4 separate regions of the Mus musculus genome follow, and all the other regions are linked to region 1. The links are chromatin contacts, called in public HiChIP or PLAC-seq and promoter capture Hi-C maps. All regions are on one chromosome and are shown on one strand. Each heading gives the region's core, a stretch centred on a gene start, on an enhancer-like site or on the middle of the called end of the contact. The rest is flanking DNA. Distances are from core to core; before and after follow the strand shown.

Region 1 (7,542 bases), core at 2,180-4,679:
GTCCCCAAACATGTAATAGCAACTTCCTTTCTGGACACGGAAGAGGGTGGTCTTTATCTCTCCGCACTTTGCCACCAGGGTCTGGTGTCTTTGCCCAATTGTGGGCCTCTGGAGTGGAGACAGGTAGAAATGGAGTCCTAAGATTTATGTTAACTCGGGCCAGAGGTATGACCAACCGAAGACCGGAAGAAACAGAAGATCAAAGCGGTCAGACAGTTGAGAGGGACAGAAAATGGACCCTTCCTGACTCCCAACTTCCCTTGGAGAACTTCCACGCGACCTCAGACAGAGCACTTAACTCCCAGCTCCCTGTTCCGCAAATTGGGCCTGACCGTCCCCCACCAGCTCCACCTTCTTATGAAGGCTCAGTGTTCAAAGATAATAATCATGGAGATGTTTTTTCAGAACTGGAGTGAGAACCCAGGGCATTGAGTATGGTTAGGCAAGGGTCCTACCACTGAGTTACATTCTCAGGCCTTGGTGCTGGTTTTCAGGCTGTTGGTGTCCATGTGCTTAGAAGGCAGGCATGCTCACAAAAGGGGTGGGTACTGGGCTGGGAAAGTGGCTGCTGCCACCTCCAACTTTATTTGCCCAAGGCAACGTAGACATTCCCGGCTTGGATTTATAACTGCCTTCTCCCCTCTCTCTCACTGTCTGGGTGGAGAGTCTTCAGCTCATTGTGTGACTTTATCTTCTTCACAGTGGGGGCCCTGGTAGGCACTGAACTTGGAAGTTGCTTTGTGTTGGTCTGCAGTAAGGATGAGGCCCTGACCCTGGCTCCATCACTAGACCTTGACCTTGGCCAAGTCCCTCCCCCTTCTCCTGCCTCATCAGTTGAATACAGAAGCGGCTTCTCCTCTTCCTACCTACGAAGGCTCTTCTATTTGAGACACCAGGTCAATAATGGATGTGAAAAGTGCTTTGGGGCAAACCCAGAAAGCGTAGCACAAATGTAAGAGCCGCTTGTAAGTTTATACCACCCTGTGTCTTGGGCCTTTGTCATCTCTCTCAGCACTTGAGAGCTAACCTCACAGCTGACTCGCAGCGGGGCCTTAATGAATGAAGACAGGCAGCTTCAGGAGGGACCATCCACAATCTGGGGACCTGCTGCTTCTACTGTTGACAAGCCATGGGACTCTGAGCCAGTTTCCTATGTGTGCATTGCAGGCTCGGGTTAGGCGATGTTTAGGGAGGCTTCCCAGCCCAGGCGGCTCTGAAGTGGGGGAATGGTTAAAGAGACGCACCTTCTCACAGAGGGAGCCATTTCTTATTCAACTACTGCACACCCACTGACAGCTCCGCCCCCGGGGGCCTTCTCCTCTTTAACTGTCTTGAGGGGCACACCGGCAGTTGGGCAGGGGAGACTACTGGGGTTCAGGGAGGATAGACCCCTTGCCTAAAGTGTCACTGCAAGGGAAGCACAGGGTTGGGGTTCAAGATCGGGCCTGTACCCAGAAGTCAAGTTTATTCCACCTGTCACAATCTATTTCTCCACCCCTTCGTCTTCGCATCCTGAGGTCTGGATTCTGGAAACCAGCCAGCCCTTTAACATTGGGGGGAGGGGGCACGGGTTCTAGGCTGCGTCATCCCTGGCTGATGGCAACCCCCTCCCCTGCTCTCCGGCGAGGGGGCGGGGTGCTAGGTGAGTTAGGAGCCTAATGACAAGGATTAGCTTCCTAGCCCTGCCTCTCTCCTGCAGGCTGCTGACCTTGGACTGGTTACCCCTCGCTGGGGTTAGGCCAGCTCTGCTGAGCAGGTCTGGTCTCCTTGGGGAGAGCAGGTGCTCCAGGCTCAGGCGAGGATAATGAGCACTCCTCACGCACCTTGCCCCCTTGAAGTTACCATCTGGCAGACAGATGCGCCTGCCAGGCCTCCTGGGCTTCCCGGGTCTCCCTCCCAGGGTGCAGGAGCACGCTCCGGGTTTTGAGGCTGCAGTATCTCTCCAGAGCTTTATTAAGACTGTTGTTATAAGAGAGGTCCCGGAGGGCAAAGGGCTGCAGGCCCGGGGCGTCCCCAGCGAGTCAGAGGGCTCTAGGAGCCGGGCATCCCGGGCAAGCCCAGAGTAATGAGGCTCTCCCCTATCCCGCGGGAGGCGGGGCTGCCCCCTCCTCCCCTCCTTCTTGTCCCCGGGGTTGGTGCGGGGGGAGCCAGGGCCCCCGCACAGAGGGACAAGAAGTGAGAAAAAGGCCTTCCTGGCAGATCCAGTGGGCACGGGGATAGAGGAATGCCCGGCAGGGTCTAAGTGGGGCACAAGTGTGGTGGGGGAAGGGAGAGGAGTGCCCGCGGGTGGCCCAGTACGCTCCGATCCTTGACCTCTGTAACTGGCCTCCAGGGAGGTCAGCATCCGCGTCCTTCCCGGCCGGTGCGTCCTCGGTCCCCTCCCCTCCCACTGCTTCGGGTTCCCCTCGGGAGTCACAGCCAGCCGAGCCGGCGCGCACAGGCTCCGGGTCGGGTAAACACCGCGCGGGAGGGGCGCGGGCCGTGCGGGGCGGGGCGGGGCGGGGCGGGGCGCACCGGGGCCCCTCAGCGCAGGCGGGACGGAGGGAACGGGGGCGGGGGCAGGAAGCCAGCCGCGGTCCGGCGCGGCCCCGTGACGTCGCTTAGCTTCCAGGGATCTCTCCCCGAGGCCCACGGGTCCCCTCCTCCCTCCCTCCTCTGGCGCCTCGCTTTCAGCCTGGGCTGGCATTCTCCCTAGCAGCTCGCAGGCTGCTCCTTCGTCCCTGCCTCCCTCTGTCCCCCCTCTCTCCTCCTTCCTTCTCCGACCCTCTATTTTTCCCTCTTTCGCTTCTCCGCTCTGCCTCTCCGATCCAAATCTAGTCTCCCCCCTTTTCTTTTTCTCCCTCCTTCCTCACCCTCCCTCCTCCCGCCGCTCCCCTTGCCTTCTTCTGTCTTTCTGTTTTTCTCCCCGTCGCCCTCTCGGTTTCTTCCCTCCCTCCCTCCCTCCCTCCGGGTTTCCTCCCCCTGCCCTCCCTCCTTTTTGCTCCCCTCCCCCTCGGCCGCTCGCTGCTTCACAGTCCCCGAGTCGCCGCCGCTGCCGCCGCCCGCATCCGCGGCAGGACTGGCCCGCGCGCTCCCCGGGGTGCGCCCACCTCGGTCCCGCGCCCTCCGGGCTCGCAGGGACACCCTCCTCCCCGCGCGTCGCGGCCCCGCCCGGCTCGGCCCCCGCCCCGCGCCCGAGAGCGCCGAGGATGTGAGTCCTGCCCGCCGCTGCCGGAGCAGCAGCCACTCGCGCGCGGAGCCCGAGCGCAGCGCAGCTCAGCTGCGGGCGCTCGTTGGGTCGCTCGCGCGGGCTGCGCGCTCCTGCCCCAAGCGGTGTCCCTCCCCGGCCTCTCGCCGGCCCCAGCGCCGCGGCAGCCCCGAGGGCCGTCCCCGGCCGGCCATCCCCGGCCCCAGCGCCGCTGACCCTGTCCTCCGCGGGCGGGGACGCGGGCGGAGGAGGTGCCGCCTCGGAGCCCCCGGACGCGACCATGTCGGAGGTGCTGCCCTACGGCGACGAGAAGCTGAGCCCCTACGGCGACGGCGGCGACGTGGGCCAGATCTTCTCGTGCCGCCTGCAGGACACCAACAACTTCTTCGGGGCTGGGCAGAGCAAGCGGCCTCCCAAGCTGGGCCAGATCGGCCGGAGCAAGCGCGGTGAGTTCCCCGCCCCTTACCCCCTGCGGTGCTGGTGCTGCAGCCTGGCTGGGGCTCAGGGGTCCCCGCGGTAGTAGGAGGACCATCTGCGAGATCTAGGGATCCCTCCTGCGGCGGAAGCTGGATCAGGCCTCGGGCAAGAGTCCCCGCTTGTCCGGGCCACCAGCGGGGTCACCCGGGGGCGTGGTAGCCTCTACTTGCTGCCGAGGCCCAAAGGTTATACCCGCGTCCTCAACCGCACCAAAGTTTGCTTTTAGGTTTCACACCCCTCCCCCTTTTTGCGCAGTGGAGTCGCATCTGCACTCTCTCTGCTCGGCCACCCTGGGGTAAGGGGTCCTGGAGCTTCTTAGGGGTCTGCGTGGGGCGCTGCAGGGGAAGGACCTTAACTCCCGCGGGGAAGGGCGAGGAGCATTCAGGTCGCACTGGCTTTTCACTGTTACTTGGCAGAGGGGAGAAGGGTGGTCTAGCCTGAGATATTGGAGTTGGAGAAGCCCCAGGGAAACCGAGACTCAGGGTGCTGCCGGAAAAGACTGGGGTGGCGAGGTGAAGTGGGGAGATGGTCGGGAGACCGAGGTGGGCTGAGAGCTAAAGCGAGGGAGCTGTAAGGGAGCCTGGGACTCAAGTCTAGGGAGGACGCTGAAGTGCTGGAACAATGAGGGTGACAGACAAGGAGACCTACGGGTAGAGACCCAGAGTTCTGGACAGGTGATCTGATCATCCAGTACAGGGACCGGTGGAGGGACTGAGAGAGGCCAGTGGAGGCAGTGAGGCAGGCGGAAGAGGCAACTGAAGGTAAAGCCCCAGGCGGCAGCGAAGGGAGGTTCTGCCCTTTGCGGTGGCACAGAGAGCGGAGGGGCGGAGGCTACAGACCGGGGAACGGGGAAGGGAGAACGGGAGGGGGACACCCGTTCAGGCCAGGCCTAAACTTTGCAGCCGCTGATCGGCGTGGGAACCTACCCCAGCTTTCCTTCCTGCTCCGGGCATCTTTGAACCCGGCCTGGGCTACCGCCACCAGTGATCTGAAGACCTCAGTTTCCCTTTCTCTCCTTAAGAATCAGCCTAGGAGACTTCTTTGTAAAGGGTTGCATCGGGTTGCAGTCGAGCTGGGATGGCTCCCTCTGGCTTGCTCCTTCTTAGAATCCATCTAGGATGAGGGCTAGGCAGTGGGGCAGTTCAGAACCAGGCAGGGAAGGGAGCCTAGGGCAATGGGGCTGTTCACCCTGCTTGGAACAGCCAGCCTTCCTTCCTCGCCCTCCCCTGCACCTCCATAATGGGGATAGACAAAGTATCTGCGACCCCTGGCTAGCCCAAGCTCTCTCACATTTCTCTTCCCCTCCCCCCCCTTTTTTTTTTTTTTTTTTTGCAGTTGTTATTGAAGATGATAGGATTGATGACGTGCTGAAAACCATGACCGACAAGGCACCCCCTGGTGTCTAACTGCCCCAAAGACAATGTGTTGAGGGAAAGAATAAGAAGAGTGGCGGGCTGTGACAGTTACTGACAAAAAGCACGAGGAGGAGGAGGAGGGAGAAAGCACTTTGAAATTTATTAATAGCTTGCTACCTGCGATGAAATCGACAACTTGTGTCTCAAGTCAGGCCGGGAGACAGATGAGGTGGAGAGGAGGAGGAGGAGGAAGAGGAGGAGGTGGAGGTGGTGGAGGTGGTGGTGGTGGTGGTAGCAGCGGTAGCGGTGGCTCTGGGCTCCTCTACAAAAACAAAAGTTAAAAAAAAACACACAAAAAGTAAAAAAATAAAATAAAAAAAATAAAAATCACTATATACACACATATAAAAGAAAAAAGTCTCAGTTGCAGCTATTTGTCAAGATTAATACCTGTTTCTTTTTATATATGGTAAATATTGTGCAATTATAGCTCTGGAGTTTGAACCACTTCCCGAAAGCAGCACCGACCACGTGAAGGTGCTTGCCTTCTCTGCTGATTTGGCTGTTCCCAATGTTTACATAATTTCATCTGTGCACTTGGATGTGACATGCGGTCTAGTCCAGTTTTTTTTTTTTAATGTTGTTTATTCTTGGATGTACAAAAGAAAATTGGGGGCAGGGGAATGACCTCTGTAGATACTGTTGTACTTGGGTCATCTTTGAATGAACCCCATTTTAAAGCAGAAAGTAACTTTTCTACGGACTGATGCTTTGGGAAGGCCCCTTCCTGGTCTTGTTTTCGAGAGACAACTGAAAAGCTTGCGCTTCTTTGTTGCAGTACAGCTCTTTGCCCAGGTTAACACCAACAGTGGGTTTTATATGTCAGAAAGAAGAAGAAGAAAAACAAAGACAAACTTGCTTGAGCTTTTTCTAGCCTCCCTGGGGGCTCTGTTGAGTGAACCCCTCTTTCTTCTTCAATATTGTGTCACTTTATCCATTCTCTTTAATGGACTGTAAAAAAAAAACAAAAACAAACAACAAATGTAATCACAAGAGTGCCAAATATCTTGAACCGCCAAAAGGCATTTTGGTTTCCTTTTGTCCCCTGTGCTCTGAGTCCTGTGTGGGAACACTTGGAGAGTCTTTTCTGTTATTTATAGGGGTTCTCTTAAGGCTCGCCAGCTGCCTGTTTTGCATGGTATTTGCAAAAAAATGCCTCTTGCGTGAGGAATCTTTTACCTTTTTTTTTTTGTTCTTTTAAATTATTTGTTTGCAACTTTGGACCTCAAGAGGTCCCCACCCCTCCCAGTTCCTTCTTTTCTTAATTCTCTATTCTGTATGTTGCACCTTGAACCAGCACACAGGGCTATTTCTCCAGTGTACAATAAAGAACTCTTCCTGTGTCTACTCTTTCGTTAGCCTTGTTTCTCAGGGACTGGAATACAGAGATGGTGGCTTTGGCCTGTAGGATGAAACAGTTTGTGTGCGTTGTTGGGGGGTTATCAGCCAGTGGGCTGGATGGGTCAGGCTATCCCCTAAGAATGGCAGAGTCAGTGGACTTTGAATTTTGCAAATGGCTCCTTCTGGATTCCCTGAGGCTTGCTTGGGCCATCCTGTTGGGTTGGGAGGCCGCCAGTCCTGTGGAGACTGAAGCTGGGAGACTGGACTTGGGTTCAGGTTCTAGCTCTGACTGCCTTACTCTCGGAACTGGAACTTCTGTAAACATCACCTGCCTGATCTGCAGAGACCGATGAACTCAGCTGCTGCCTCTTAGGGTCAAGAAGAGGAGTATCAATCCTCGGCACACCAGAACCTTCCACATTGGGCCGCCGCTAGCATCCACTAAACATCCAACCCGAGACCCAGTTATGGACATACGTGTCTCTACCACTAGAGCCTACTGTTACATGCTTGAGGATGAGTCTGTTCTCTGGGGATGCATGGGGGGGGGGGGAAGTCCCAAAAGTTTCCAAGCACCTGCTGTACCTGCCTCTAATCACCCATTAGGAAAAGTCTGTTGGGCAGGGTGGGGAGGTAGCTCCAGTTCTCTTTAAACTGGAGGCAGTGATGAGGGGTTCAGGTTCTGTAGGGAGAGGACTTGGGAGGAGGGGTTTTGGCTCAAGGAAGAGGTCCTGTGTCCCCACCTCCTTGCCTCCTACCCCTCCCCCAACCCTTGGGATGTTTTGCATGTAGAAACCCCACTGCCTGGAGCTTTTAATGTGTTTGTTTTAAAGCTGTCAGCCAGGGAGTCACAACACAGCTCACAGTGACAGGAGCTTGAGTATGACTCAGACATCAGGTAAGAGTCCCCACGGGGTGGGGTGGGGGGACTGCAGAAGAGGAGCTCCAGGGGGCCCCAGGGAAAGGAGGGCAAATGTCTTATCCCCCTTCTTAAGTCTGACAGCCTCAGCAGGTCCCAGCCTGGGGTTCTTCATCCTGTGGTCATTACTGGGACTGATGGGGGAGCTGGAACTGGCAGTGCCCAGCCTGCGGATGCAAGCGGATGCCAACTTCATTTCCCCA
Region 2 (6,907 bases), core at 3,378-5,877, 2.2 Mb after region 1:
TATTAAATTCAGAACGAACTCCAGATCCATGCTGCCATTTTACAGACAGAGGAAATCAGACAGGAAGCAGAACTCTTTCTTAGTTGCAGATTAACCAACTGGTTTTCCAGTTGCTCTTGCAAAGGCAGTGTTAGGTCTCAAAGTCAGGATGGTAGGCTGAGCGAGTTTCAGAACAGCCAGGGTTACACAGAGAAACCCTGTCTGAAAAACAAAGAAAAAAAGAAAAGAAAAGAAAAAAAAAGAAAAGAAGAAAAGAAAAGAGGAAAGGAAAGGAAAGGAAAGGAAAGGAAAGGAAAGGAAAGGAAAGGAAAGGAAAGGAAAGGAAAGGAAAGGAAAGGAAAGGAAAGGAAAGGAAAGGAAAGGAAAGGAAAGGAAAGGAGCCGGGCATGGTGGCGCATGCCTTTAATCCCAGCACTTGGGAGGCAGAGGCAGGCAGATTTCTGAGTTCGAGGCCAGCCTGGTCTATAAAGTGAGTTCCAGGACAGCCAGGGCTACACAGAGAAACCCTGTCTCAAAAAAACAAAACAAAACAAAAAACAACAACAACCCCCCCCAAAAAAAAAACAAAAGAGAGAAAAGAAAGAGCAAAGTAAAATGGGTCATTTTTAGACTAGTATATACTAATTATTATTATAATACTATATAGACAAGATGTTATCATTTCAACGTAGAATCAATGTTACTTTAAATATTCACTTTAAAATGTTAAGATCTGTTATTAGCAGGGTGCGTGTGTAATGTTTGTGTGTGCAGGGGCCATGGGCTGCAGGTGCATTCCAAAAGCTGGCCAGCGTGCCTGTGCTGCTGGGCGGCAAAGCCTTTGCCTGTTGAACCCTCTTGCCTGTCTTTTCTTAGCTTTTGTTAGTTTTACAGATTTATTTTTAAGTGTATGTTTAAGGGCTGGGGAGATAGCTCAGCGATTAAGAGCACTGGATGCTCTTCCAGAGGTCCTGAGTTCAAATCCTAGTGGCTCACAATTATCTGTAACGGGATCTGATGGCCCCTTCTGGCATGAACCATATATACCCACACAGAACACAAATTAAATAAATAAATAAATAAATAAATAAATAAATAAATAAATAAATAAATAAATAAATGTATGTGTTTTTAATATGTGCTTGAGTGTGCTCAGCGTTGGATGGCTTGGGGCTAAACAGTCCCAGGCAGTTGTGAGTTGCTAAGTGCAGTGTTGGGAGCCAGAGTCTGGTCCTCTGCAAGAGCAGTAAGCCAGCGTAACTGCTGAGCCATCTCTTCAGTTCCTATGTCGTTTGGTTTGCTTCTGAGAAAGGCTGTGGGTATATAGCCCAGGATGGTCTGAGGTCCACTAAGTAGCCCAGGCAGGCCTTCCACTGAGCAGTGTTGTCTTAGCCAGCTGAGTGGTAGGAGTATAGGTATGTGTCAATATACCAGGCTTATCCTTTACGTTGGGGTGAACCCAGAGCCTCTCACAAGCCAAGCCAAGTGTTTTTCTCACGAGTATCCCCACCTCTATTTGCTTCTTCTATGCTGTCCAAGTTAGGTTCAAACTTACGATTCTCCAAGTAACTGGGACTAGAGAGCTATATACCACTGTGTCCACATTTTGTTTGTTTTGTTTTGTTTTTTGAGACGGGGTTTCTCTGTGTAGCTCTGGCTGTCCTGGAACTCACTCTGTAGACCAGGATCTGCCTGCCTCTGCCTCCCAAGTGCTGGGATTAAAGGCTTGCACCACCCCTGCCTGGTTTCGTGTCCACATTAATATAATAAAATTAGTCATGAGATCTGTTGTTGTGGCTTTTTTTGTTTGTTTGTTTGTCCTTTTTGCTCTAAGTCCTCAAGTCTAGGGTGGGCTGGGTGTAATAGTGGTACAGACCCAGGATGCCAGGGCTCAGGAGATGACGCAGTGAAACCACCAGTTCAAGGCCAGGCTGGGCTACACAGGGAAACCTTGCTTCACGAACATGGTAAAACAGCAGCAGCAACAACCACCAAACCAAAACCAAACCAAAACCAACAATTCCAGTGTGTGTTTGTGCTACAACGTAATTGCGGCACGGATCAGCTGTATTCAAGGGCTCAGTGGCTTCCCAGGTTCCTGGTTCACAGCGTAGATAGTTTGTGAATCCTCCTGTCATGGTCCAGTTACCCAGACCATCAGAATTCATCTCTGGAGCTGAGAGTGTGCATCTGTGGTGGATAGAGTGCTTGCCTAGCATGTAAGAAACCCCAGCTTTGACTCCCAGCATCTTATATACGGTGGTACATGTTTGCAATCTCCGAATTCCAGAGGTCAGGCTGGTGAATCAAAAAACTCAAGGTATATTATATGAGACCAGAGACTCCTTGGACTACAAGTGGAACTTTCTGTGGTCCAGCTGGATGGACCACAGCTCTGGGAAGGACCCTGGTTGCCGCCGAGTTTAACTTTTATTAAGGAGCAGCAGAGGAGACTAACAGTAAGATGGCCCATATTTCCATGTACAAACGGAAGCCGGGCATTTGTGCTCAGATAGAATTTGCTCTCTCTTCTCTTCTTTCTTCTGTCCCGAGCAGACGCTCAATTAAAATGAAGTAAAAAGCCCAAGCACAAGTGTATGTTGGAGGGAGCACTCCCTGCATGGCCCGTAGGTGCACCTCACTCTGTCACATTGGTTACATAAGGTGAACAGCAGCCTACATGTTCGCCTTTTCGTGTGTGCGCCCGCACCCCCATCTCAACCAGGGGCATCACTCGGGCTTTCCCTGGGTCTGAAATAGTGAGGCATGGAGTGGCAGAGAACACTTTTCCCATCCGACGAGGAGGGCTGGTTAGTGGGTGTTATCCTCTGAGTGCTCTTCTTCCTTAGCACAGCCTCAGGAAAAACCAGTTTTGGAAGCACCACACCTTGGGTCAGATGATGCAACGTGATATTAGCGTCGGGTTGCATCAGCGGTTCTGACGCATGTGCCTTTTACGCCGGCAGAAAGCCGTATAATGGGGCAGGAGAAAGAGAGAGAGACTCGCTGCCTAAAAACCTTTTAAAGGCACCCTCAGCGTTTCTAATTGGCCACACAGGGTGTTGTCGGGAGGATAACCGCCCAACCAGCCACCACCCCCGGACAAGCTCCGGCGTGCCATTTCCTGAAACCCGGACCTGACGGCACACTTAGGCAGAATTCTTTTCTAGTTGGTTCTAATGTTTTATATCAAAGCATCACGGCTTAATCTCTTCAATCTTTTCGAATGCCAGGTCTATTAAGAGGCTTTCAGACGGTGCTTCTAATATCCCTGAAACGCACCAGTTGGTGCTCATTTTCTGAGTTGTTTTACATAAGTGCTTCCACCCAGGCTGGTGACTTTGATCAAATAACTTAGATTTGGTTCTCCAGGATTCTCCGCCTGCCTTCAAACGTTTGGTCCTGTGCACCCTCCCCCCGCCCCCATCCCGCTTCTTGATGTAATTAAGAACGAACTGCAAAGACCCTAGAAACTCTCTCTAGTCAACCAAGGAAGTTGCCAAAAAAGAAACTTTCAGTGTTAACTCGGGCGCTCGAGAGAGAGAGAGAGAAGTAGGAGGATCAGGTTCAATGTCAGCCTGGGCTACACGGTCAGTTTCAGGCCAGCCTGGGCTACATGAGACGGAAACAAAACCCCAAAGAAAAACATTTGTCAGAAGAGAAAGTGACACTGAGATGCAAACCTTCCCCTAGTTCCAACCAAGCCGATCGTGCACGTGGCTTGTCGGGTCCTGTGAGGGGGGCCCTGTCGACTCCTCAGCCTTGACCCCAGCACCTCTGGCCACTTCTCTTCCCGGATTCCTAGACCCTGCACTGTCCCACGGGGTAGGGGAAAGGTTTCCTCTCCCACTTCTGCCAGGTCAGATTCTTTACAATTTTAAAACTCAGCTCTCCCAGGGAACGCCTTCCTTGATCCTGGAACCCGGTAAGTACCATGCTTTCAGTAATTTCTTAATCTTTCCTCTTACTTCGCCTTCCAACTGGGCAGAGATCTTGTTCTCCAGGTCTGTATTCTAAGCTTCTAGCACCTTTGCATCTAGTCTTGCTTGTACTGAGGCGCGGTAAATACGTTTTTAAAATGAAGAAAATTCCCATCACAAGTACTTTCAAGTCCACCTATGCTAATTACTAATTTCATAGTACGTCCCCCAGCTAATTACTAATTTCATACTACACCAAACCTTTATGTAACTTGATCATTCTAACAGCACCCGGCTGCACACTCTGGACGCATCCACGACGTATCAAATCTACCCTGAGTCTGCACAGGAGAAAGTTACTCAAATTGTGTTCATTTTTCATTCCCATCACTCAATTAGGGCACGTCCCTCGCTGGCTGCTGCGTGAGCAAAGCAACTATTTTCCAGCGAGTGTCCTCAGGTGACCTGTCTAGACGCTCAGGGGGAAAAAACAAGAGAATCTGACACTCTCCCGAGCCCCGAAGACGCCTTGTGACGCGCAGGCCGCGCTGCGTGCAAGGGCGTGCGGAGCGCGCAAGCGGCGGGGCCCAGCGGGGCCTGCGGCGTGGCGCCGGGCGTCCGGGACGCAGGCTCGGGTGGGCGGCCCGGCTGGGCGGTGGGGTCCTCCGGCCGGTAGGGGGCGCGCGCACCCGGGGCCCCTCGCCGCCCGCCGCGCGCGCGCTCGCTTGCCGCCCGGCCGCACATGTGTTTCTGTTTTGTGTTGTAGCATTTGTTCTGGAAGCTCGTATTTACATTTTAAGTGTATCTGGTGAGTGGGCTGGAGCCCTCGTCCCGGCCGGGGAGAGAAGAAGCCTTCGACCCCGTCTTTCAGTCGCTTCCCTCCTCGTTTCTCATCACTCCAACCAGGTAGGGGCTGGAAACCGTCTGGGACCAGTTTGCAGGGTCTGGGAAAGTTTTTTTTTTTTCCTCTTTTTTTTTCTCCTCTCCCTCCCCCTTCCCCCCCGAGAAAGGTTAAAAAAAAAAAAAAAGACGCTGGGGAAGGGGGGGTTGGGGGACGGAATGAATAAGAAGGGGAAGGAAGGCGGATCCACGTGGTTTAATCGGAGACAGACAGAGATCCCATTGTTCAAAATCAATAAAAAAAAAAAAAAAAAAAAAAAGCAGACGGGGCGAGCGCCGGGCCGCGGGGGCCGGGCTGGGGCCCCACGAAAGTTCCTCTTTTCGCGCGTGCTCGCAGGTGCTTGGGGCCCGGCCGGGGTACAGGGGGGGGTCCCCGCGTGGCGCGCGGCGTGGGGAGGGGCGAGGGAGCAGCAGGTGGGGCGGCCCACGCCGCGCCGCGCGTCCCCTCCCCCGCCCCGCAGCCCGCCCCGTGTGCATTGTGCGCCCCGTGTGTCTCCCGCAGCCCGGCGACCATGCCCAGGAAGAAGGGGGCGGCCTGGGAGGAGCCGAGTTCGGGCAACGGCACGGCGCGCGCGGGGCCCCGGCGACGCGGCGGCCCCGCGGGCAGGAAGCGCGAGCGGCCCGAGCGCTGCAGCAGCAGCAGCGGCGGCGGCAGCAGCGGCGACGAGGACGGCCCGGAGCTGGACGGGGCCCCCGGCGGCGGCAAGCGCACAGCCAGGCCGGCGACGGCGGGCAAGGCGGCCGGCGCGGCCGCGATCATCACGGAGCCCGAGCACACGAAGGAGCGCGTCGTGAGTGGGGCGGGGGCGGTTGGCGGTTTTGGGGGGGAGGGGCGCCGTGGGGTCACGCCCCGCCCCTCCCCCACGCCGCGCGGGGGAACTCCGGGGAGCCAGTCCCGGGCCGGGGGAGGGGGGGGACCGGGTGTGCGCGGCCACGCGGGGGCTGTCAGTCCCTCCTTCCCCCCCGTGCGTCCACCCCCCTCCTCCCCCCCACCCCCGCGTCTCTTCCTCCCCCCGAGGGGGGAGGGCAGTCCGCGGGGAGCAGCCGGCTCGCGCCGGGGCTTTGAGGTTCCCGCCGCTGCGGCTCGGGCGCCCCGGGGGGGCGGGGCCTGGCGCGCGGCGCGCATGCTCCGTGTTAGCCCGGCGCGGTCGGCCCGGCCGGTGCGCGCGGGGCATGGTGGGGGCCCGCGCGGCGCGGCCGTGAGCGCGCATGCTCCTCGGAGGCCCTCCCCACCCCGGGGCTCCCCTCCCACCCGCGACCCCCCGCGGAGCGGCGCTGGGCTTTGTCTGCCTCGGGTCCTCGCGGCGTGGGGGCCAGTGGGGTCGGTGCTCCCCTGAGGCTCCGGTCTGGGCCGTGGAACTTGAGCTTTCGCGGGGGCGGGGGTGGTGGTGGAGAGGAAGCCCCGCAGAGCCGGGCCCAGGGTCCGCTTGAGTCTCCGCCAGAACTTTGTAAAAGCAAGTTTTCGGTGATACACCCCTCTACCCCCTCCGCCTCTGTGTCCCGGAGATCACGTTCTCTGTTAACTCTAAGAAAGAGATGGAGCTTGACCCTCGGGAGAGTGTTGCCCATGTTCCCAAGGGTGTTCTGCAAAAGGTGGCAAGGGCACACTAAGAGGGGTAGAAGAGTCCTAACCATCTTGCAGTAGAAGAAAGGTTCCCGCTAGGCATGCAGAGGGGCCCTGCATGAGGTAGGCTCGCCAGGTAGACCGGTCTTAGCCAGAGTATTGGAAGGGTAACTCACAAGCTGCTCTATTTATTGCCTAGTGGGTTTGGACAAGGCTAAGAAGTTGGGCATGATAGGGTCTTTTCTCTGCTGCATCGGGTTGTCCTGAAGTTTAGGAAAGCCATGTGGAGTTGGATTATTTTGTGAGTAGGAAAAAAAAAATCAGTAAGACAATGACTGCTCGTAGGGGTGGCAGAGGGAAGGCATTTATTGTGGATTAAACAGAGACACAGGCAGGGACATCAGAGAAGTCTGACCCTTGGGGGGAGTGAGGATAGGAACCAGGTGCAGGAGCCGCCCGAGTAAAAGAGGGGACCAAAATGGTCGGGTTATATAGAGAAGAGTAGGTAGGGGGAGAGGGTAGCTTAGCCTGTGGGCTGGATTAA
Region 3 (7,613 bases), core at 3,446-5,945, 2.3 Mb before region 1:
CCTTATACTGTCTTTCTTAGTAATGCCTACATTTCTGGCAACTACTTCCAGAGGAAGACTAACTTCCAGGGCACCCTAAATCCCACCGAACACATCATATTACAGAAAGGTTTCCACTTCCCATCTTCTGTCCCCTCTGGTCCTCTCAGCTGTCAGGTGGTAAATACAATTTTCTTCCCAATTCTACGGAGCTAATAAGTAAGGAGTAACTGAGGTGAGACAAGGTTATCAGTGAGGGTGGATAGTCGGGCCAACGCCAGGATCTCGTGTGCCTTCCTTGAATCCTTTGGTTCTTGGGTTGTACTTTGGGATTCAAATTTGCTGAGGGGAGCAGGGACAGGTTTCCAGGTACAGTTGGAGAGCTTCCAGAACATCTCAAAGGCCGCTCTCTGAAAAAAATGGGTAGATGTCAGAAAACGCATGGGCTGGCAAGATGGCTCAGTATAAAGGTGCTCGCCCTGGAGCCCTGAAGGTCTGCATTTGATCCCTGGACCCAGAGTCGAAGGAAACATCTCGATTTCCAAAAGTTGTACTATGATGTTCTCGAATATTCTGTGGCATGTACACATTGTGGCATATGTGTGACCACACTTATATACACATAGGTCACTCACACTTTTTTTTTTTTTTAAATACAGCTTCTGTGAACCTTGAACCCACATAGAGCATTAACATTTATGAGAACTAGGGCCAGAGCGGTCAGGGAGTCAGGGGAGCAGAAGGGCTGGATCTCGGCCACAGGGCAGCCATAGACATTCGACATGACCTTGGACAATGACGGCAGGTCACCTGGATCCCTGCGTCTACACATGGAGGAAAGATAACCAGCTAGGTTGACAGAAGCCCAGTTTAAGCAAGACATCTGCAATCCTCATCATCATGACATTGACTTTGAAATTCACAGCGGAGAGACCCCACTACCACCACGTCTTAAATTTCTAAAGCCGAAACAGTAATAGCTTACAGTTCTGCCAGCTCAAAAAAAAAAAAAATCAGAAAGCACAACATTGGCTTTTTTTCTCCCCCTTTTATAATTTTGGCAGAGGAAGATGCAGTTCCTGGAAATGCTTACAAAATGATTCCTGACACTAGGAGGAGATAGTTAAAAGAGGGGAAAAGGAAAAAGAAAAGTTATCTGTGTTCAGATAGAAAGGAGGAAGGTGGAAAGAAAAGAGAGAAACAAAAGAACTAAAAGAGAAAGGGGGGCTTTAAAGGGCCCCAATTCAGGGGACGTTATCAAGGTCTCAGCATCTGCTATTCACAAGCCGCTCGCCGGCTGGGGTGGCGCAGGCCCCGCCCCTATCTCGGGTGTCCGGCGCTCATTGGTGGGAGAGGCAGTCGCCGGCCGGTGACTGCCCGAGGAAAGGTTGCCTGGGACACGCATCCCTGTGTGAACGCATGACGTCCCACCCTGGCGCCAGGCTGTCTGGGGCTGAGTCTTAGATCAACACAGCTGTGGGACCCGGACCCACAGCTGGGCAAAGGAGCGGATTCCTCAACAAAAAATAGGATTGTGGGAAAAGTTCTGAAACAAAAACAGCGCAGACAAAAGCCTTAATGACATCCTTTCATAAAAATAAAAAATGCAAGAGGGGGGAAAATGCTGGTAAAAGGAGCAGAACTGGGAACAGAAAGTTCAGAGGCGTTTGGAGTAAGAGGCTGAGGCCCCGCCACCACTAAACAAGTTGCAGAAGGCCGGGGCGAGCCGACCAGTCTGCTGTGCAGGCAAGAGAGAGTCTTTGGGGTTTAAACTCTATTCACTGATCCCAACCCGACTAAAACCCACTCCTTTCAGACTTAGACTCTTAGGTCAGAAAAGACCCTTAAAGGCCATTTACTCCTCCCCTCCCCCTCCCCCAAAGTAAGGTTCTGGAAAAAAGGATTTGTGTCCAAAGGTAAGTTATTGGCGTGGAAAGGACTGAATGCGGCTTGATAACCCCTTCTGACCTATCTCCACACAGCCTATGGCCATTTCAGCCTGGGAGCATCATGAGGAAATAATAAATGCTGTGAAGGTACTTTGCAAATTGTAAAACCAGAGAATCTCCTATCCAACCCCGAGGCAACAGAGGCTGTAGTGGAGGACTGGAGAAGAGAGAGCGGACCTGGGTGGGCGAAGCACCTACCGCACATCTGGCCCCATGATGAACTAATGCAGACCAGGGAGTGTGCCCTTCTCACAGAAGAGGTGTTTAAAATTCTTTCCTTTTTTGAGACAGGGTCTCACTAGTCATCCCCTGGCTGTCCTGAAACTCACTATGTAGACCAGGCTGGCCAGGAACTCAAGCTGTCTTCTGCCTTCTGAGTGCTGGGAGCAAAGGCTTTTTTTTTTTTTTTTTTAAAGATAAATTAGGTCAGAGCCAGGTGTAGTGGTGGATCCTTTATTACCAGCACTAGGGAGGCAGATCATCTCAGAGTTCGAGGCCAGCCTGGTCTACACAGAGAGTTCCAGGACAGCCAGGGTTACATAGAGAAACACTGTCTCAAAAATAGATAGATAGATAGATAGATAGATAAATGTAAGGTAAATAAATAAACGAGGTCATTTTCATTAGCTCCACTTAACAGGCCTGAAAATTGAGGCTCAGAGAATAATTTATTCCAAATTCACACCGTTAGTGAAATAAAACAAGTTAAGTTTTGAACATAGGTCTGCCAGGCACTGAAGGCCATGATTTTTTCTAGACGCTCCTGACTTGACTGTTTTGCACACACATACAGAAGTCTTCACGAGAGCCAAAGAAAGGCTCCTCTGTTCAGTTTTCGGGAGTCCACACAGCCACGGAGGAGATTTCTCTTCCCGTGACCAAATAGCTGGCATTTAACTTCTTCAGCATAGAGACTGCCTTGTGCTTTCTCAGGTTAGACCTTCTTCTGTCTTCTACCGAAATAGCTGTCCTTGAGAACTTGAATATTCCCAGGAGAAAACTTTTCAGAGACTTCTTTCTTGGGACACAGGGGCCTGTGGTATGATGGAAAAGAATGAGGCTCCGAGACTGGCTTACCTGTGATGTGATACAGGACTCGTTTTATATGCCCTGTCCCCGGCCCTGTGCTGGTCCACACTCCTTGTCCAACTGTCACACAAGCATCTGGTGTTCTGAGTCAGAAAGTATTTATAACAATCCCTCAGTGCCCTTTCTCTCTGTCTGTCTCCTCATACAGCTGATCAAAGCCGTGGTATCTGGGTTTGCTCAAGATTATGTGTCGATAACCAGTAAATAGCAGAGCTGTCCGGATTGAACCCAGGGCTTTGGCTCCCTAGACCGATGTCCTTCCAATTATTGGAACTGTCCCAGCTCAGAGGTCCCATTGTCCTGTTGATCAGTGCCACACACTACTGAACACTTAATTGTTTCCTGTGTTAATCTTGTCCCCAGACATTGTGAGATTCTTGAGAGCAGGAGCCTCTGTTTCATGTGAAGCAACTCCATAAATATTTACCAGGCTGATTGATTAAGAAAGCAATCTCGTGGCTGCAAAACCCCACCTGTTCTCTCCCAAGATGGAAACCAGAATTTTGGAACTGCTGAGGCTTCGGGGTCTGGGAAGCAGAGCCAGGCAAAGAATAGAGTGCACTGTCCTTTTGCAATATGGGATTGCCTGCCTGCTGGCTGCTCTCCTGCTCTCTCAGATGGGTGGCTGGGGCTACTTCAGCAGGACGAGGAATAATCATGTCCAGGTGGCTGCCCTTCCACAACAGAAAGGGACAGACAACGCGGCGATGAAATTGTTATTGTTTTCTACAGAGTGTGCAAAGTGTGCAAAGGGAGGGAGGCTGTGCAGAACGAGGAAGCAAACGCTAGACAGCTGACCCATTTGGTTCTATGTATGCCCGTGGAGGGGACCTTCTAAAAGGGTTTATGCAGCAAGCACCCCCATATTTGAAACCTTGTCCAAAATCCTAATCAAATTCACTTCCAAAGCACAACCGGGCATACATTTAGTTCCTAAAGGAGTTCTCGGTGGAAACGGTCCATGCTTTTTCTTTCTCCGTGGAAAAGGACTGGGTCCAGACTGCTCTTATCCTCTTTCCCCTGGTGCTCAAATAAATAGTGTTCTCTGCTTAGACCTCCCTTTCCCTCCTTCTTCTGCAATCTCAGCGCCTAGCCCAAATCTGTTTTCTTCATTGTAACCTCAGCTTCACCGCAATTAATTTTTTCCCCCTCTGGTCACAAGATAATTCCTGACGCCAGTGAGTCTGGAGGTCAGACGAGCAGCAAATTGGGGAACAAGGCGGCACTAATTCCTTACAAGTTTCCCTTGAAAATTCTTGAGAGAGAGAGGAGAGAGAGATCTTTAGTTGTTCAAGGGATTTATGACCTCAGAGCTGTGGGTTCGAACCAGTATTGGGGGGAGGGGACCTCAGAGAACTTGGGCGCCTCCAGAAAAGGCATATTCTTAAAAGTTAATGGTTTTAAGTGATTTTTTTTTTTTTTTCAAATCTGTGCTGGCTCAAGAGCCCCGCCTCTCCTCGGTATCAGCGCTTCCTCATTCCTCGCATCCGAGGCTCCGCTGTCCTCGGCGTCAGACCAGCCTAAGGAAGCCTGTTAGCAATTTAAACCCACTGTGAACGCCCAGGACCGGGGAGGCGGTGCCCAGGGCGGGCGGGGGTGGACCCTTGGCGGTCTGTTTTGAATAAGGGGGTGTGTCCTAGAGAGGACTCTATAAGAGTCGGCCGCTGCAGGCGTGCGCGCACTGTTTGCTGCTTTAGGTGTCTCTTTTCCTCCCTCTCTATCTCTACTCTCCAACATGAAGGCGCTGAGCCCGGTGCGCGGCTGCTACGAGGCGGTGTGCTGCCTGTCGGAACGTAGCCTGGCCATTGCGCGAGGCCGCGGTAAGAGCCCGTCGACCGAGGAGCCTCTTAGCCTCTTGGACGACATGAACCACTGCTACTCGCGCCTGCGGGAACTGGTGCCGGGAGTCCCGCGAGGCACTCAGCTTAGCCAGGTGGAAATCCTGCAGCGTGTCATAGACTACATCCTCGACCTTCAGGTGGTCCTGGCAGAGCCGGCGCCTGGACCCCCGGACGGTCCGCATCTCCCGATCCAGGTGCGAGAGGGAGCCAGACCAGGCTGCTCTGAGCGTGCGGGCAGGGATGCTGCGGGTCTTCCCTATCGCGTCCCCGAGTCCCTTGGCTAACTCGTCTCCTAACCTTCTTTCACAGACAGCTGAGCTCACTCCGGAACTTGTGATCTCCAAGGACAAGAGGAGCTTTTGCCACTGACCCGGTCGTCCTGGCACCTCCCGGTAAGCTTTCTCCTGGCGCGGGCGAGGAGGGAGGCTTGCATGGGAAATCCTGCCTTTGACAGAACATTGTAAGGCTTAGGGTTCAGTCGGTTTAGGGAAAAAGCCAAGCCACTGAAAGGCAAAAGCCTTATCTATAATCAGTTAGAATAAACGACAGAACCTATGTCAATATCACGTGCATTCCTTAGACACGCTGTCCCTTCTCATCCCGGGTGGCCAGAGCCCAGGGCAAGTGGGCGCGCGGGTCGCACCAAATGAGCCTTGGAGTAAAGGAAGCCCTCCCCCCTTTCCACTAGTGTTATTTCTAAGCGGGAGGGGGAGTGGTGACTCCGCCTGTGGTCCTTTGGCGCCAACTGGGTGGAGGCAGTGTGGGGAGCGGAGTTATCAGCTGGAGGTAGAGACCGAGTTTCCTCCCTGGCGCCGGCCAGTCTGCGGCATCCTCCGCCTGGGCGCGCTCGGCGGAAACTGACGGCTCCCTCGCTCTTCTCTCCTCCCCCGCCCAGAACGCAGGTGCTGGCGCCCGTTCCGCTTGGGACCCTGGGACTCTGGGACCCTCTCTCCAGCCGGAAGCCTGAGGGCATGGATGAGCTTCGATCTTAACCCAGCCCTCTTCACTTACCCTGAACTCAACGCCTCGAGGCTGGACCTGGAGCCCGAGAGAAGGACTGAACTTGGGTGGCCTGAAGAGCTAGCACACGCTGGTCAGCAGCTGGGCAACGTCACTCTGTCCCCACCCTGACTCAAGTCTAAAAGACTGGCTTTTCCGAGAATGGGGTGTCGAGAGGGTGTGGGGGGATGCGAGTGGCTGCCCTGCGCACTCTGCCAAGGCAGCATAAGAGCTGTTCTTCTGGTTTCCTTGGAGAAAAGCTCTGCTGCCCTGATTATGAACTCTATAATAGAGTATATAGCTTTTGTACCTTTTTTACAGGAAGGTGACTTTCTGTAATCATGTGATGTATATTAAACTTTTTATAAAAGTTAACATTTTGCATAATAAACCATTTTTGAACACTTTGTGTATGACATCTTGCGCCACCTCCTAGGAGCTTGGGGCGGGCAGATTTGCATACCCTTTTAGGGACGAGAAAGTTCCCAGCTGAAGCTGAGGGCTAGGGTGGCTTGGTTAGTAGGAAGGGCTGGGGTTGGGAATCCCCAAAAACATTGGAGGTTGAAAGCAAGGATCTATGATCCTACTCTCAATTACAGGAGCCTCTCCTACAGCCGGCAAGTCTGAGACCGAATCTTTTTATTTCTTCAATTCCTTGAAACTTGGCAGCAGCTCTTAGATGGATGCCGCAAATGATTGGGCGAACCTTCCTGGCGGCTCGGGGTCAAGTGTGGGGATGAACTATTTCGTATTTAAATAAACTGCCTCCATTAACTTCATGCTTTCTGGTCTGCCTTCCCCCCAGACTTCCAAACTTGGAGAAAGGAACCCTGCGGGTGAGGTGGGGGGTATAGTGATTTGTACTTTAATCCCAGCACTCATGAGGCAGAGGCACACAATCTCTTGAGTTTGAAACCTGGAACTCACTATATATATATTGCTATGTATAGTGAGTTCCAGGATGGTCAGCTACGCGGGAAGACCCTGTATATAGGAAAACCAAACCCAGGGTCTTGCCTCAGGTCTGCAGCCACTTTTCAGGGTGTAGGCTTGCTGGGAAACTCAAGTTCCCTTAATGTTTGGTAAACTTTGACCTGGGGTTTGAGAATAATGAGTATAGTATTGCGGTTGGCAGGAAAGGGACCTTAGACTGGCCATTTCTGGGGCAGGCCTGGGAGTTGGGTAAAAGGCAAGGTGGCAACCCATGCCCCATCTCTCCACCCCAACATGGTTCCTCCCCAGGTGGGCTGCATCAGGCCCCCATCGTCACAGGATTCCTATTTATATGATCTCATCTGTGTCGGCCTTGGCATGTGCTACTTGTATTTCATAACAAACATTTCATTACCCTTTGTGCATTAACCATAGTGAGCTTTCTGGGGTGAAACAGGGTCGTGGCAGAAGGGGAGGAGAGGGGAGCAACCTCCTTGCCAGTTGTCCTTCCAGTCTGATTAATGGTTTTTAACCTGTCTGGTTTCTTCTGATGAACCAATGGGAGATATGACCATCTTTCAGAAATCACACATGAAATTTCGCAGAATAATGGCAGGCCCCCCACCTCTGGAGGTCCTGTTTCTACATAAGAAAACTTTTGCCTTAAATTTAATACTCTAGTGACATCCATCTTGGACTGTGTGTTAAGGTATGCTGTGTTCTCTGAAGAGAGCCCGTCAAACATGACAATCCTGCATCGGCTGAATACAGCAGGCTACAGGCTATGCCTCCAGCGAGCCAGTTTCCACATTCGTACCAGGTG
Region 4 (7,857 bases), core at 4,969-7,468, 2.6 Mb before region 1:
GCCTTTGTTTATTCCAGTGCCAGTATTTTCTGCCTGTTTGTTTTGTTGGCATCCGAGTTTATTTACTTGTATACTACATACAGTTTACATCTAACCACTCCTTCCCAGGCTAATTCCACTTATACTTGATATCCACCCACGAGGGCCCATCTCTTCTCAACTCCTGTGTAGACAGTATGTTCAATGGATATTTATTGAACCCTTACTGTGGGCAAAACATACTGGATAATTGGAGAGGAGAACAGATTCCTTATTTAGTAAAACCTACTGAGCACAATCTAGTGAATCATTACAGTATAACCTCATTATCTTGAGGTGTATTATGGTAATATTTTATACCACTCATATCCTAGTGTAATTATAAAACCCAATATACTATCATAGAAAAGTAATTTTATGGTTGTTTGCCACTTAAAAGTATCTAGTATTTGTTGTATCCCATTACTACAAATAATGAAGAAAACCTGTGATAAGCTGATCTGTTGTGCAGTGATTAATATACTAGAGTATAACTCTTGGCTCTGTCAAGCAAATAGGTAATCCCCAAAGTAACAAGTATTTAACTTTACATTAAAGCAGACCCTGGGTGCTATAATTAGATTATTTTGAGGCAGACAGCTGTTATCCCAATGGACTTAGTATATTCTGTATTGAAGAAAGTGTTTACCGGATACGACTTTTTAGTGATCTACTTGTACATTTTATAGGGGACATATTATGTGTATAGTTAATAAATAACTTTATAGTGTCACAAATGTTTTGGATTCCTTAGTTCCTTATCAGGATATGAAGCTTGTTTATCCTACCATTAATACCACCACATTCGGATTTTTGTTGTATTTTTGCCACATATTTAAAACTGTCAATATCTGAAATCTGGAAACAGTGTTAAGCCTTTGACCATTTTTTCTAAAATGTAGTAGGATTACACATAAATGAAGAGAGCGGTAAAATGAAGGTTATTTGTTGGGGGTTTTTGGTTTTTTTTTTTTTTTTTTTAACTTTTTTTCAGCCTGCCCAAACTCAAAAAGGCAACAGGCACCATGTGAGAATTATAAATTTTGGCTTCATTTTTGTTGTTTTTATTTTGAATCAAGTTGGAAATGCTTTTAAAGTTTTATTTTTAAGGACACAATAAAAATTGGTAAAACTGAATTTAGCGTTTATTTCGAGATTATAAATTACTAAGTGTATTTATACCATTTACGTCATCATTAGCATTGGATTGGTCTTAAAGGTTCTGTGTATTTAACAGTATCTGTGCCGTCTGCAGTGTTCTGTCCTTTACTTGGCCTCCATTTCCTTTCCAATTGAGCTTAAGGCCTTCCAGAGGAGAAAATGAAGTTGTGAGTTCAGATGAGGTTTTTGTTCCATTTTAAAAATTCAATACATTGTTTCTATTTACTTTTTAGATTTCTTTTCTTTGGGGGAGTGGTTTCATATGCTGGAAAATATCCCTGTTCCTTTATAAATGCAGTAACAGTAATCGGCAGCTCTTGGGTTGAGTGTAGTAAGTTTGAGGGGGGGCCCCTGTGGTTTGGGGTAGCTTGTTTTTAGTCTTGTCTATTGTGGTTTCCATGTATATGAAAGGCTGTCAATATTACTCAGCACTTGCTGTGCCAAGTTGTGTGTGTTCCAGATATTCCTACTTAACCTTAAAATCACTCCCAGGAAATGAACACTTATCCTGTTTTTCAAATAAGAAAGCTGTCTTCCGTGGGGTACCCACCATGTGGACAGGAGTTTTTGCATACACACCTTCTAACTTTACTAAAAGTAGATTTAAAGTGTATTCCAGGATTGTAGGCTGTTGGAGCTCCAGCACTCTGAAGCTGGCTTCCTTCACTGTACTTTTTTACCATGTTCCTTTTTTACAAATATTGAGATTAGACTTCAACAATAGCCAGGAATCAGAGAGGTTAAACAACTTACTGTCTTCAACTGTTAGCTTCATCAAGATTAAGATACTCGATTCATTGTTGCAGAAGACTCTCTTCTCTTTTCCTGTCCCTCCAATCCTGTTAGTTATTAATGTTTGTGTATTTGTAAAACTGGTTCACCATTCACCCTGTGTTAAAACTGTAGTTCTTGGTTTTTTGTTGTTGGGAGTTTTTGTGTGCAGTGGGTGGGGGGGATAAAAACTTGAGGCATGTAAATTTTTATTAGTAACAGTAGTTTGTAAAGAAGTAAAAGGCTTTTGTAATCCAGGTTTTGTTTTTGCAGATCACATTTCTTTGTTGGAGAGTAAAATAAACTGGTCTAGGAGCTTTAAAAAAAAAAATCTTGGTTTTTCTGTAGACTTTGTTGTACCTTACAGGTATAACTACCCAAGCAGATACTTGTCTCTGAGGTTTTAGAGATGTATTACTTGATTTAGAACATTGCCTATGAAAATATGGGGGGGGGGGGGAAGTTGCATAATTTAGAGCCATTTGAAAATGGATTAATAGATTTAAGGTAAAGTCAGTCTATCATACTACACACTGCCACCAAAATACATAGGAAGTGAACACTGTATGGCTGCCTTCGGCAACCAACTGGTGGATTCTGCCATACTTACTGAAGGCTGCAGGAGTACACACACACACACACACACACACACACACACACACACACACACACACACACACACACCCACCCACCCACCCACCCACCCACCCACCCACCCACCCACCCACCCACCCACCCACCCTCCCTCAAAGGCAGGCTTTCTCTGTAAATAGCCCTCCTGGCTGCCTTTTTTTTTTTTTTTTTTTTTTTTTTTTTTTTTTTTTGCTATTTGTGCCTCCTGAATGAACTTACAGCTATGTTTTATTAGTGTCTATTGAAGTGTTTATGCAATCAGCACACATCTTAGTCCAAATTAGAGATCTGGGCATATTGCTGCATTCTAATGCATACATAAAAAAACAAAAGTATAGGCAGAGGCACAAAAAGACTTTGTTAGTTGTTCCACTGAATCACACCAGGGATAATCCATCCTCTGCAGGTGGGATTGTTTAAGCAAATAAGCAAAAGCTAATTACACTTTTGGTTTTGAGACCAGGTAAAGCACTTGCTGTTCTGTAACTCATATCTGCCTACATACAAGGATTTTCGGTAGTTTGAATAGTCATAAATAAAATGTTTAAATTCCCCATCAGCACAGAGGAAGCATAGTTCAGCTGGGCAGGGCTGTGCACACTGTCAATCTCAGCGTTCAAGCTAGAGAGACCTGTGTCAAACAGCATAGTAGCATCACAGTCATCCCAAGTAGACAATCATAAATCACTTACATAAAAAGAATGTACTAGGGAGGAAAGGTTTATTTATGAATTTTATTTTTCAGTCAGATTATAGTTTTGTGAACTTGTCCTTTAGGATACTCAATGTTTGACTTGAACTCTTGCTCTGAACTTAATTGAGAAAACACAATTTAGCTCTTCTGCTCATAAAGATTGAGAAGTAATTGTTACTGGGTTTAATAACACAAGAGACTTTTTCCCTTTGCCAATGAAAATGAGGGGTTGCACATAATCAGGCAGGGGTGACTTAGGGTTGATAAAGCCAAAATGAGTCTTTGGGTTTAAGATGGTTGGGGAGGAAGTTTTGTCCTACATCTTTATATCTCTTTAAAAAAAAACAGGAAATGTAGCTTAAATCTTTTCAATTATAAAAACTTAATACAACAGATTTCACACATCAGTTACATTGATTCACTCTGGCACTTAAGCACAAGGGCAACCTTTAAAAATTGGAGACCTTCAAAATTAGGCCATAAGATTTTTAAAAAAAAAACAGTTCATGGTCTTACATTCATCAAATTCACACTAAAAATAGTCTTATTTTTGTAGAATAAAGGCTAAGAAAACATTACATATGTTACAAGCTTATTACATGTATTTACATGACTTTAAATGTCACAAACACAACTCCCTACTTCAAACAGGCTTTGTATATAGGTGAGGCCAGGATCACTTTAGCAGCTTTGTGGGGTGCTAGTCAGCACTGTCTGTTTTTAGAATAGACTTGGTACATCTCTGGGTACTTATCCACTGCATTTAAGAAATGACCACTGGGACATGTGCTGCGCCGCTATCTTTTGAAAAATGCCCAAGATAGTTTGGATGACCCTAGACCATGAAACTGAACTGTGCAACCTTGTATATGCTAAATGCACTGTCTGACTTCTTCAGAAGTTGTGTGTTAACCCATAAATCTTAATTTTTCCCATCAAACAATAAAAAAGTTAAGGTTACTATTTCCCAGATCTAAACTTGAATTTACCAAGTAGAATCAATTAGTCACTTAAATTGTTGAAATTGCATCGACACTGTATAGTGTGTACAGCACATAAATCAGATGTCATGTGTAAGCGTCACAATTTAAAGTTAACACCTACTAACTTTATACCTGTACCTTAAGTAAGGTTTTAAGTTGAAATGTCATCGTTTCCTTATCTGAAGGGTTCAAGGAAACATGAACCCAGTGGCTTGGTGGCTTGGGGAGAACACTTGGTGATGGTGGTTCACTAAATTTGGCTCCAGCATAGTTCTGACTAGCTTGAGACTTAAAAAGCAAGCTAGGACTTGATAAACCAGCATTCCAGTTGGAGTTGTTAGAAAGGCTCTTGGTCTTTCCCCCATTTTGCATGGCCTGCCATGCTGCTGCTGCTGGATTGTACCCATGTCCTCGTTCCTTTTTCTTATGAGCAATCTTCGTCTGGGAAGAATTCTGATCCTTGCTCTTCTGTCTATTTTGCTGTTCTTGGTTCTTACTAGCATTTCTAGATTGAGGGTCTGGAATGTTATACCTCTCTCCGCCACCCATCTTCAGCTTCTTTGTCACCTGTAAGTAAATACATGTAAACAATAAATTCCACATGTTCCTTGTGATGTTTCCATAGTTCCAGTTCTAGAAGTGTTGAAGAAAATATGACAAGATGGCATTAGGCTCGACTTCAAAACCATCTACCTCAAAAAACTAAAGTCGTGAGCTAGATACCAGTTTGTGAAATTGAAAGAAGAAAAAAATTAAAGCAAGCTCTTCTTTCATTCTTTGTACAAGCTAAAAGAAATAACCCCACACACCGAAAGCCACCCGTGGCTGGTGGGGTCTCCTATACCAGACTGGCCTCCAACTTTAAGCAGTCTTGCCCCAAACTCTGGAGTGCTGGAATTACAGGCACATAATACTGCAGCATCGCCATGCATGGCCGCTGACCTTAATAGTTTAGAATTGCTTCACTCCTAAGATAATTGGCCCCACTGTGATGGGAATCTTTATACCTTTCAGTTTGCTTTTCAGATTGAAGGATTTCCACTACTTGTCCTCTTCCTTGCTGCCAAGCCCAGGATAAGAGACGTTGCTTTCTGCTAGATCCTTTCCTTTGTCTCAGTACACAAGTTTTCATGAGCCAGTCTGCTGATTTCAGCCTAGGAGCTGAGGTCCACATCGAGTCTCCTCAGCACACAAGTTTGAGAGAAGTCCTAGCTAGAAAAGGAAAGAGAATTACTTGAAAATAACCCCAAAAAGTGATCTTTTAGACATTCTACAGAAATGGCTGTCGCTGCTTCCTCAAAGCTTCATAGATGATGTATGAGACCACGACTTTCTTTGACCTCATAAATATCAGCTTACAACTCTTGGGGGCTTACCTGCAACTCTTACCCGTTTTAAAGTGAAACTAGGACCCGCACAGCCATTTCCACATCAAGGTTCTGTTCCCAACAGCGCGCATCGTGATTTCGCCTATGACTCCGGTAACGGGTGCCATAATTTTTCACAAACCATAATAACCTTACATTCCTAAAGATCACGCCTCTAAGGGGAAAGGTTTCTCTGTTCTAATTAGCAAACACCCTCACAAGGCTGAGAAGCCTCCGACTTTGTAAGTCAGAAGGCCCGCACTCGCAGTCACCCGCACAGTGAACCTGCAAGCTCGCAGCCTCAGCCCGCGGCTCCGCTCCCAGGGAGTCGGTCGCACCCGACCGGCCTCACTTCCTCTTCAGCCAGGCCCAACAATGGTGCCCGCGATGGCCAACATGGCCGCCCCCGCCACACTCACCGACTTCGAGCGGCGGCGGCGGCGGCTCCCTCTCGACCTCCAAGCCTCCTTCCCTCTACAGGGAGAAACGATGCACGGATCTAACAGCCCACGAACGAGTCACGGATCACAACTCCGTCTGGGGACCAACCTCCTACTGCCTTTCCCGACAAAATGGAGGCCGCTGCAAGCGCGGAAGAGGACCGGAGACTGTGCAGCCAATGAGGACGCGGCAGCGCGTCCCGCGGCCAATGAGACGCCAGCCACCGCCTGTTGCTGGGGCACGCGGGGGGGGGGGGGAGTGCGGGGTGGCTGTTGTCATGGTTTGAAATCCTGCGGGAGGAGCATGTCGGGAATAACTGGCCCGCTTCGGGAGCCGCGCTGCTGGACTTTCCCCGGCTGGCGGAGGGCAGCTGCTCTTCTGCTGGCCTCTGGCAGCGGGGCCCGTACTTTACTTCCGTGACCAGACCTCTGCGCGGCGCCCGTCTTTGTTCCTGGCCCTTTCTGTCCTGCGGTCACTGGGCCAGCCCCAGAGCTGCCGTGGGTCATATTCACCCCACCCAGAGCCCGGCAACTATTTCTGCACATGACCACCTTCCTTTTTTATGTCTCCTCTGATCTAGCTTCACTTTTTTCTCGGTACCTGAGACTGTCACTACTATCAGGGCCTGCTTTTTCTATACACAGCACTTGCTGGATCCCTACACATTTTTTGGTCTTGTTTCGAAAGTGGGAAAACTAGAGAAAAGAAATATACCGCTCAAGAATGACAGCAAGGTTCGGGAAAGAAAGGAGAGATATCTTTTGTTTAAGAGAAAAAGAAAAACGTGTATCCTAGAGTCAACATTTCAAGGGTGAACACCAATTTCAGTGAATAATTCTGGGGGTAAATGTGCCAGGTGTCTTGCCTCATTCAGGCCTGTAATCACAGCTTCTCAGTTTTGAGGTCAGTTTGGAGTACATAGCAAAACCCCCATCTCAGCAAAACAAAAACGTTTCATTGGCTCCAAATTGTGATGCAAATAAGACACACACACTCACACATCTATCTATATAGCCATTGCTGTCCAGAATTAAGTTGGTCCAGAATTCTGCAAGCCTGTCCAAATGCATCTAGGGTGTTTTATCTGCTCCCTACCTCATGCTAGACTTTTGCTTATGTCATCTCATTCCAGTCTCAGCAATTTTAAGGGCAAGGTGCTATTCTGATTTCCAGTGTTCTTGGATTCAGGACATCTCAGTGGTGCCACACTTCAAAGCATAATGCTACAGTGAGTTTCAAGAGCCTGGGCTCATGTGCCCTTCTTCTCTGTGCCTAAAAGGTGCTTGACATAGAGGACACCATTACCCACATTGTCGGAAAGCTTGGGTGCCATGAAGCCTGCCTGTGTCCTGCCACCTGGCTGAGCCTGCTCTCTCCTACAAGGTCAGCGTCAGGCTGCCCTTTGGGAGAGCATGGTTCCGGCATTCACCATGTCTTAGCACTGTCTCTAGCTCATTAATAGCTACCAGTCCACAAGAGCTCCAAACTCTGGACCATGTGTAAAAAAGAATTCCTTCTTCGAAATATCACCGTCTGCCTGTCTGATTTTGTTTGGTTTGTGCATCGCATGCTTGCAGTGTCCTGGGAGGCCAAAAGAGGGTGACAGGTCCTCCGTAAGCCCTTACAGAGAGGCCTGCCTCTTCCTCTCTAGTCCTGGCACTAACCGTAAGCCCTTACAGAGAGGCCTTCCTCTTCCTCCCTAGTCCTGGCACTAACAGCATCCGCCACCATAGCCAGTGGATATTTAATTTAAAGCATTCATCTTGCCCACACTTATCTAGTGCCTGCT

What was found. Promoter capture Hi-C pulls out the DNA fragments that hold promoters and counts their contacts. HiChIP or PLAC-seq counts read pairs in DNA pulled down with a chosen protein or histone mark.
Region 2: a contact with region 1 is called in an H3K27ac HiChIP or PLAC-seq map of thymic regulatory T cells, with 9 times the contacts expected there. The contact joins the promoter of Rcc2 here to the promoter of Camk2n1 in region 1. A contact is called at or near these places in 1 of 39 promoter capture datasets (liver) and 2 of 115 datasets of contacts at active chromatin or transcription factors (astrocytes and thymic regulatory T cells).
Region 3: a promoter capture Hi-C map of liver shows a contact between it and region 1, with 3 times the contacts expected there. The contact joins the promoter of Id3 here to the promoter of Camk2n1 in region 1. A contact is called at or near these places in 1 of 39 promoter capture datasets (liver) and 1 of 115 datasets of contacts at active chromatin or transcription factors (astrocytes).
Region 4: a promoter capture Hi-C map of liver shows a contact between it and region 1, with 2.4 times the contacts expected there. The contact joins the promoter of Pnrc2 here to the promoter of Camk2n1 in region 1. A contact is called at or near these places in 1 of 39 promoter capture datasets (liver) and 1 of 115 datasets of contacts at active chromatin or transcription factors (astrocytes).

The regions. Positions count from the first base shown.
Region 1 is chr4:138,451,719-138,459,260 of GRCm38.p6, forward strand. Camk2n1 (calcium/calmodulin-dependent protein kinase II inhibitor 1) reads left to right here and starts at 3,430. Exons shown (of 2, transcript NM_025451.2): 1 at 3,430-3,633; 2 at 5,000-7,542. The coding sequence starts at 3,468. The coding sequence ends at 5,070.
Region 2 is chr4:140,696,846-140,703,752 of GRCm38.p6, forward strand. It overlaps Rcc2 (regulator of chromosome condensation 2), which reads left to right and starts at 4,628. Exons shown (of 13, transcript NM_173867.5): 1 at 4,628-4,805; 2 at 5,302-5,590. The coding sequence starts at 5,312.
Region 3 is chr4:136,139,127-136,146,739 of GRCm38.p6, forward strand. It overlaps Id3 (inhibitor of DNA binding 3), which reads left to right and starts at 4,696. Exons shown (of 3, transcript NM_008321.2): 1 at 4,696-5,052; 2 at 5,168-5,250; 3 at 5,754-6,266. The coding sequence starts at 4,753. The coding sequence ends at 5,227. It overlaps Gm42329 (predicted gene, 42329), which reads right to left and starts at 3,092. Exons shown (of 2, transcript NR_168524.1): 1 at 3,006-3,092; 2 at 1-389.
Region 4 is chr4:135,867,628-135,875,484 of GRCm38.p6, forward strand. It overlaps Pnrc2 (proline-rich nuclear receptor coactivator 2), which reads right to left and starts at 6,219. Exons shown (of 3, transcript NM_026383.3): 1 at 6,047-6,219; 2 at 5,268-5,472; 3 at 3,299-4,827. The coding sequence starts at 4,809. The coding sequence ends at 4,387. It also overlaps a transcript of Srsf10 not described here.